Regions from separate parts of the Mus musculus genome. Here region 2 is linked to region 1. The links are chromatin contacts, called in public promoter capture Hi-C maps. All regions are on one chromosome and are shown on one strand. The core of a region is the stretch at or near the end of the contact, and the rest is flanking DNA. Distances in the headings are between cores, read along the strand shown.

Region 1 (4,481 bases), core at 1,178-3,677:
AGAGAGAAGATGATAAGTTTAAAGAATAAACTCAAAGAAGTAATTTTTACTTATTAGCAATTCACAGTGGAGAAAGTCATAAATTATAGAAAAACCAACTACAGAATTAGTCTAAACTTTATTAAAATATTCAATAATTTACTCCTTTAAAATGATCACCGTAGGAACTTAGCATACCTGTAAAATCAGTATTTCACTGAAAACCCAACTTCTGTTCCTGAATACCAATGAGTTGGGAAGGGGGACCAAAGTATGAATAATAGAGCCACCTCCTACCAGAAAACTCCATCACACTTTGACCCTCTTGAACCTTTTGAGCTTCTCTTGCCAGTGGCTTGTTTGAGTAATAAAAAGGACAGGAATGTAGAGGAATTTAGTTTGATTTGGGTCAGAATTGATAAGGTTTAATACTGGATTTGTGTTCATCTAAAATAACTCAAAAAAGATGAAATACTTAGCTTCACCCTCAACTCCTGTCCCTTACTTTAACTTCGAGTCTTCTTAGACTTTTACTTTTAAACTCTTTCTACGGTAATGTTCAGCTTATCTTAGTAACTATATAACCTCCTAGTCTGTTGCCATGCTTCTCAGACACTAATACCCACACAAATCACCTTGGGAGTTTGTTAAGTGAGATTGACTTACAGGGTCCATAATGGGGCTGAGTTCCAGCATTTCTCACTAGCGTCTGAGTGAGAAGATTCAGGGACTATTCTTTGAATGGCAAGACTTGCTACCTTTTCTTTAATATAGCCTTATAGTCTAAATTAAGCATTAACCTGAAGCCAGTCATAGTGACCCAGGCCTACAATTCCAGTTGTTAGAAAGATTGAGTCAAGAAAATAATGACTTTAGGGCTTTCTCAGACTACATAACAAATGCAAGGCTATTGTGGCTTACATGGTAAGCTTTGTTTCAGAATAAATTGTACAAAAAAGCATAGGACATGTAGCACAGTGATAGGACATTTGCCTCTCATGTGTAAAGTCCTTGGTTCAATGTTTAATACCGCAGATAAAAGATCCTCCAGCTACATTAGAGATGATTCATAGAGGAAAAGCATTGCAATGCTTTTTCTGTCCTGGACTTCCCTGCCTCCCTCCATGGCAAATTTCACAAGGACCAGAGCTTTAGGATAAATGAATCAACCAACCTTAAATTATTTTCAAATCACTGTCAAATTATTTTTAAGGATTGAAAACACGATTGAATTACCTGAAGTGATACTTATTTCAGACCCTGTCAACTCCTCCAGTCTGAACTTACCCTAGGAGCTGATCCTATGAATTGGGAGACATTACATGGTAGCAAGGACACATTTCAATAACTTTCCACCCATCAGAATAAGTCAATGTGAGTCCAAGTAAGAATCTGAAAGAAGAAGGTACGGTAATTTCCACTGAAGAAATCTAAGACTGGGCTTTGATCCACATAAAGCCACTGATGGATAGGGATCTTAACTGCATGGTGATTTACACATTCCAATACTGAGCACCCAGATTGCCTGTAACTCATACCACTGGAAATAACATCCATATTCAGAGATATACTTAGTGCACTAACAGCATACGCCACTTCCGGTAATATTTATTGAGAGCATACTGTATGCTAGACACATGAAAATCATTACTGAAACCCACAGTGATCGTCTTCCTCTTCAACATAACAGTGAAAAATATGACAGTGGGCAGATAGAATAATGCACATACCTCATTGGATCAGAGTTCGCATGGTCTCACCTATTGCTGATAAAAGGTTTGGCAACTTCCCCTCCCTCCGCCTGCTTACTGAATGGCCTGTCCTGTTCCCATTCCCTACAGCTTCAACAATTTAATTATACCTGGGTAAGACTTATTAAGCACGGAGAGTGGTGTGTGGCACCCATCCCTGAAAAAGGATCCCTGACACTGTACCATTGTGACAACAGAAACAACAGGCTTAAATGGCTGCACAAATCAGCATCTGCCTTCCATCCAGAACTGGTAAGCAAAACCTGTGCCATCCTTTACTACAAAGTCAACTCTTATTATTTACTACAAAGTCCACTTCCCCAGTCTGAAGCCTTAAATGCCATCAGTAACAACAGAGATAGTGTGAAGTTTCACTCAAGGGTATAAAGACCATTGTTGCCCCATTTTAATTTAATTGAATTTTGTTTGCTCTCTTTTCAAAATTTCTTTCAACTCAGTGGTTTAAATTAAAAGCACCCATTTCTTTCTGCTATACTGGTACCATCATCCTCGATTCTAGCATTCATTTAAATAAACAACAATGTCATGTGTATTTCTGAAACGTATTCCCATTGGTTATGGGAAGAGTCTAGAGGTAGAACACATGAAAAAAGTAAGACGCTGTATGCTTCCTACAAATGTTGCTGTCTAGAATGACTCCAGTTCCCCTTTCTGCCCTCGTTCTAGGAAAGGGGTCATTTCTCTAACTCCATGTGGGTCTACAGATAAGACTCTCCAGGCACTGCAGGGACAGACTAAGGGAGGGTGACTGTGGTCTCTTGCCAGCTTTGCATTTGGTGATAACACATCACTGAGAATGTTTGCACCTTCTTAAAAGCTACCCCAGTGCTGCTGCATTCAATCTCAGGATCCATTCAGTTTCGCCTAGTCCTGTTTGAAGCAAATTTGAGGTCATATGATTTGTCTAAGAATTTCGAAATGGTAGGAATAGTCTCAAGACTGTCTTCTCAAATTTCTGTCATCTCACTAGCATGCAGCCACCTAATGTCTTCCAGGCACTGGTGTTGAGGTTACAGATAGCACCTGAGCATGCCTAGGGGGAGACTGTCTTGATTATGTTAATTGGTGTGGGAAGACCTAGCTTCCTCTTGAGTGAGACTGTTCCTTAAAAGGGCTATGTGAAGGAAAGAGCTGAGGAATATATAACATTGACTTCCTACTCTCTTTTCATGAAATGTGACTAGTCTCACAAAACTCCTGTCAAACTAAGTTTGACTCTAGAAAACTCCTGGGAAACTACCCACCCATTGTGGGATGTCATCTTGAACTGTGAGCTAAAATAAACTGTTGTCCCATAAGTTGTTCTTATTGGTATTTTATCTAAGCAACAGGTATGAAAAGTCACCAAGCAATATAGAAATCATGATTCTGCCCAGAACTGACCCCAATAAAAACTTATTTTATTTTGGGGGTGCCCCATTTGTTAGGGTGTCCTTCTTTTGATGACATATTCAGATATTCTTTTTTGCTCCTAGTATAGGGCCAATCTACTCATTCTACACACACACACACACACACACACACACACACACACACATATATATGATATATATGATAGATAGATAGACAGATAGACAGACAGACAGACAGACAGACAGACAGACAGACAGACAGACAGATAGATAGATAGATAGATAGATAGATAGATAGATAGATAGACAGACAGACAGACAGACAGATAGATAGATGATTCTGATTATTTTCAGTTAATAGTACCAAATAGAGAATGATTAATGTATAAACCTCTATTTTTGTCTTTCACGTTTGAGAAAATGTCATGAATATCTGTCAACTAAATTACATCCCAACTCCTACTTCCTTAACATCCTGAACTGAAGGAGGAAACAAAGGGGCCAGAAGGAAAGGGGGACAGTGGGAACATTCTTTGTGTGCACAGTGAATGTTGGACAGGATTTACAGTGTGGTAATATGTAAGAATAAGTCTTACACAGGAAGCGGATTAGGAAGAAGTAAGGAACTAAGATAACAGAAACCAGGAATCTGTGGTTTGCTATATCGTTGTCTTCTGCATTTCAGCCCCTTTGTGTTGAAATGTATGTAGATGGCCAGAGATTAATGGCCTATAATTGACTCTCTCTCTCTCTCTCTGTCTCTCTCTGTCTCTCTCTGTCTCTCTCTGTCTCTCTCTGTCTCTCTCTGTCTCTCTCTGTCTCTCTCTCTCTCTCTCTCTCTCTCTTTCCCTCCCTCCCTCTCTTCTTCCTTTCCTCACTCCCTCTCCCCCCTCTCTCTCTGTGTCTGTCTCTCCTTTTTCTTTTTTTGACAATTATCATACAAATTCTCTTAAGCCCCTTGCTACCATTTTAGAAAAAATACCTTAGATAATTAAATGGGAGAGAGTGAACCAGCTCTGTTTTAGAGGTCTGAGTTCATCTTAGGTTAGACTTGTTGGTCTTTACCTGAGGATCTGCCAAGAAACCTCATCTCTCAAATACTTTACCATCTATAATTCCACTCTGGGGACCAGGTCTTTAACTCTTCAGCCTTGGAGATAGCATTCAAGACATAGCTAGAGCAGTCACTAAGATATGTAAGCCTTAAAGAAGAAGAGAAATGGAGGAAGACTATGGATAACACAAAACCTCCTTTTTTCAGAGTTTGACTCTAGATAGCAATGACTAGTTAAAATTACACACTTCTAAATTTGTATTTTTAAATGCTCCTCAGACAGTCCTCCCACAATGCTCTTGACTTTGCCCTCACTCGAGAACC
Region 2 (4,481 bases), core at 758-3,257, 120 kb after region 1:
GTCCAACATCTCTGGTCTTTGATTTTCAAAGATGGTAGTTTTGGAACCAATGCTCTGTGGATAGCAAGAACCAACTGCACTATTTTCTCAAGGAAACTGGCCACATGCTGTCCCTCCTCTCAACTCTCACAGGCACACACTGGATTTTCCTGACACACCAGAGTCTGTGTCCCCACATTAGGGATTCCCATGCTTAGGAAGCCTAAGACAGTTTATGGAGACATATTACATATACACCTGCTCAAACTGTCCCCTAATGCTAACCCTTCTCCAGCCCTCAGGGCTGACATATAGTTTGATTTACCTGGCAGGGACTGGCAACGTGTAAAGCCTGAGCTGAGAACAAGATCTGGAAAGATTCCCTCCGTGGTGCAGTTATTAACAGTATTTTTCCTGGTAAGTGATATATGCCGAGAACAAATAGTAGGATAGCAAATGATCAGAATTTGGTGTAATGGCTTTGTATTAAATAGAAAGAGAAACAGACTGCTCTCTGTTTAGAATCTGAGTAAACCCGTTGGCGTTTCCTGTGTTGCCCATTTATAAATCGATACAGATGTTCACCAAACTTTGTATTATAAAAACACGTTGGATTGAGAATGACAATCAACTACTAGCAAATGAGCTTCATCACTGTGGAAAATGCCAAGGAATCCACTCACCACATCAGGTCCTGACTCTCCCCTACGCTTCAACTTTGTAATGCTGAAGTTAGATGAGCTCAGAGGAGAACACAATATGCACAATGTAGTAAGCCACAAAGCTGTGTTTTAAGTCAGTTCTAAACATCTTGTGCATGACTGTTTATATAAATTCAAATACACACCTTGGACCTTATAGAAAAGTATATGATCAAAATACATAAAGTGGTATATAGTTCATTCTTATGTATTACAAATGGAAGACCAAAGATTCAGAACAAATTCACTAGACACATACTTTTCCAGTTGAGTTTTCATCTCTAAAGACATTTCATAAAAATTTTCGAACAGCCTTTATTGAGTGCTGAGTGCCCTGTACATTTCCTTACTTAAAGGGCAGAGGGTTCAAGGAAGTTGTTTCTGCTGTTACCTAATCAAGTGAATGGAGTTTAGTTTGATAGCTTCCTTTTCAGAAAGACATAATGTGAGGGGGGCAGCTACCAACTTGCTCTGTATGCCACAGCTACCAAGCAGCCCATTCACCTCCCCGAAATAGTCCTACTTCCCAATAGCCCAAGGTTCTATCATTGCTCCAGGACTGAAGAATTCACTTGGCTGACAGAGGTAGTGTTCAAGGAGAAGTCTTCTCTCGATTGTGAACTGACGGGGCCTGGAGGTAAGCCCAGAGGGAGACAATGAACAGACACACAAACGGAGGAGTGTTGATCGTGTGGGTTGTGTACCTGTAAACGACCTTCATGTTCATTGTTCTCAACAACTTTCATTTTACCTGAGCACATCTTTAAATGAAGATAAATATTTGAGTCTTACTTTAAAAAAAAAAAAAAGTGACTGTTTTTCTATCCTTCAACTGTGATACTATCTCTGGTAGACATGTCACCTCCCCCCTCACATGTACTCTCAGTCATTAACTCCTAAGTTAATTGGGTAGTAGACAGAGGTTCTCCTCAGGGAAAAGAACTCTCCTTTGAATAAGAACCGAAATGACTCCTAAGCGCGGGGAATAAGGCTGGTAGTCAAAGTTAACAGAGACACGCAGGAGCAGGTACCACTTTCAGCAGAGGTCAGGCAAACGTGAACACTCTAGACAGCGCAGCAACCTTACCTGCTTTCGTCCCCGGGGCAAAGTAGCTACAGTGTCTGCCAGCACTTGAATCCTTCGGTTGTCTTCCATCGTGAGCTGGCCCGTGAGGACGGAGTAGGAGCCGTAGGCAGAGTCAGCACAGTACTCCAAATTGCCATTGCTGCCCTGCCGCTGCAGAAACCTTTGCAGAGACATTGTGGGCAAAGATTAATCCCGCCAACACATGGTTCCCTGGCCTTGCAGGAGGGAGGAAGCGAAATGCACAGCCCTCTGACACGCAGTCGAAAAAGTAGCAAAGCCAACAGAACCCATGTGACTGCTGTGGTTTGAGACACTGTTGCACAAAGCCTATAGAGGAGGTCACTCCTACTCTCCAGTGCTCCTGAGAGAACCTTGCGTTCCTTTTCTACAATTAAAAAAAAAAAAAAAGAAAAAGAAAAAAATCAGTGTACTTTTCCTCCCTCAAACAGCCGGAACATAGAGTTTGATACTCTATGGCTACGGGTACTCAAAACAGAATTTTCCAGAGAAAGAAAAGAAAAGAAAACAACTTTGTTCAAGTTCGCTCATTTGCTTCCTACCCGTTTGCTCATTTAATATTAGCACCCCCGTGCACTTAACAGACTGTGCCCTCACTCACTCTTTTGGCTGTAAATGTCACAGGTGCTGGCCAGGTTGTTCTCTGGTAAAGTCCTTGTGGTGTTCCTCCCTCTACCTCATTAAAGTTCATCAAAAATGCATTCTGTCCCTAGAGCTGTAGCCGTTTGACATTCACCTAATTGCCTTTATGCCGCTTTATTCTTACCGCAATTACCCATCAGCTTTATAAGAACATAACGGGGAGGGGAAGGAAAGGCAGCGTATTTAGTGCAGAACATTGTTCGTATCTGGGGCTACTCATACCTACAACTTTAGGGGGGAAGAAAGCAGTGGGAAAGAAGGGGGTAGTCAAGCTGAGATAACACAGGATGGTTCCTGTGGCAGTGTGCCATCACGGTGGGGGGAGGGACTTGAAAACAGTTGCTTTTTTTATTTTTTAAATTTTGTATTTTTCAAGTAGTTGAAGATAACGGGTTTCACCCAGAAGCAGGAAAGTACGTAAAAGGCAGAATCAAAGCAAAAATAAAAAGGAGAAGTTTTAAATAGCACAGAAGTCAAACACGCACGTAAAAGTCGTTTGGAAGGTCACTACTAGAGTTTACAAGAGTTAGAAAAGCTCCGAGCTAGAATGGAATGCGTGCACTAGAACTCGAAGTGGGTTCAACCCAAGCAGAACTGGCCAAGTGTGAGTCATAAAGTCGTCAGAATTAATGAAAAGAGGAAGCCGGATCGGAGAACGGTAACGCTCTAACACAGCATGACTCCTTACTGTTGGAACTGAATAAGAATAGAAAGAAGACGATGTCCCTTAAAACATATAAAATCTAAGTTGGAGATTACAAGCACACATCCTTCTAGGGGGCAGATATGTGTAATTCAAAAGAAAGTGCTGGTAACTTTGGTAGCTTAACAATTTTTTTTTTCCTCTAGGAATTTTACAGTCAGGTAAATGTGTTAATACTTGCAAACATTGAATCAAGCCAAGTTCTATAGATGAAAACAGTAACTGTACAAATTCAGTGTTATGAGGTATTAGTCTGTAGATTGCAGACATTAATGATTGACTGGAAGCATGTTTCACTATATGCCATAAAATGCACCTAACATGCTGACTCTTTCAATAACTACATTTACATTTATATTCCACTAGTATTAAAAAAAAACAAAGGCACATCTGCTCCCTGCCCATACACATCAGTCAGGCCACACCCATGAATGTATTTACGAACTGGCCAACCATGATGGTTCGGGTCTCTCTTCTGATTCTTGAGGCCTGCATCGTGCCACTTACTACACACTTTGAATAATATCCCGATCAGTAGTGTCATCTGTGATAAAATGACTCATCTTCAATGACAACGAAGCTTTCAGACACCAAATTGTTGACTTACAGCAGTGTGTGACTGTGTAGGTTTTTAGAAGTTGTGGGCTTTTTTCCCCCTCTAGGATTTACCTTCCATCCCCTCTCAGCCTCTTCATTACTGTGAGAAGGGGATACAGTAGACAATCTGCTCAATCTGTCTACCATGCAGGTCTGAGGTGTCCTTCAGTGTCCATAGGACAGAAAGGACAGATTTGACGTTCCTTCTGCATTCTACTTTCTAAAGAGGCCCGTCAGACTTCTTCAGATCATCTCTTTAAGATCTAAATACCACATGTGGGTCATAGTCAGATACACTCACGACAGTTTCTACATTAATGTACCACATCCTCTCAGTTAGGAGAGACCAGGAGGCAACTTTTAACTTCAAGTTTACATTTTGTCTTAAATGTATAAACTGGAAAAGAAATGTCTCTCTGTGAGAACTAAAGGTTAGTTAAAAAGAAAGGAGTTATATGTTAAAAACTAATTGAATTGTAATTTCCTGAACCATCATGGAAGTAAATCCAACCTAATGAAAAGGAAGAAAATGAAAGAAAGAAAGAGAGAGAGAGAGAGAGAGAGAGAGAGAGAGAGAGAGAGAGAAAGGAAGGAAGGAAGAAAGAAAAAAGAGAAAAGGGAAGGATGGATAGGAGAGAGAGAGAGAGAGAGAGAGAGAGAGAGAGAGAGAGAGTCATATCGTATTCCAGAGGGGTTATCTTGTTCCTCCTTCAAGGGTAATCTGAGTGTGGGAACAGAATTCTTTAAAAGCCTG

Evidence for each region. Promoter capture Hi-C pulls out the DNA fragments that hold promoters and counts their contacts.
Region 2: a promoter capture Hi-C map of the HPC-7 cell line shows a contact between it and region 1. The contact joins the promoter of Cytip here to the enhancer-like site in region 1. A contact is called at or near these places in 6 of 39 promoter capture datasets (the C10 cell line, the HPC-7 cell line, HPC-7-derived erythroid cells and 4 more), 1 of 15 datasets of contacts at CTCF or cohesin (CD8 T cells), 6 of 484 Hi-C or Micro-C datasets (LSK cells, Sertoli cells, Th2 cells and 3 more), 5 of 115 datasets of contacts at active chromatin or transcription factors (the 230-238 cell line, CD8 T cells, bone marrow-derived macrophages and 2 more) and 2 of 9 other capture datasets (adipose tissue and liver).

The regions. Positions count from the first base shown.
Region 1 is chr2:58,033,379-58,037,859 of GRCm38.p6, forward strand. It overlaps Galnt5 (polypeptide N-acetylgalactosaminyltransferase 5), which reads left to right. Exons shown (of 10, transcript NM_172855.3): 9 at 1,821-1,982. Among named protein-coding and RNA genes, the nearest start is that of Ermn, 17 kb to the right of the region's middle. Within about 2 kb of position 2,428, at least 7 of the 459 cell types and tissues checked have an H3K27ac peak or open chromatin away from gene starts, as enhancers often do. A contact at or near this core is called in the HPC-7 cell line and megakaryocyte progenitors, where this site is marked.
Region 2 is chr2:58,158,115-58,162,595 of GRCm38.p6, forward strand. It overlaps Cytip (cytohesin 1 interacting protein), which reads right to left and starts at 2,008. Exons shown (of 8, transcript NM_139200.4): 1 at 1,768-2,008. The coding sequence starts at 1,941.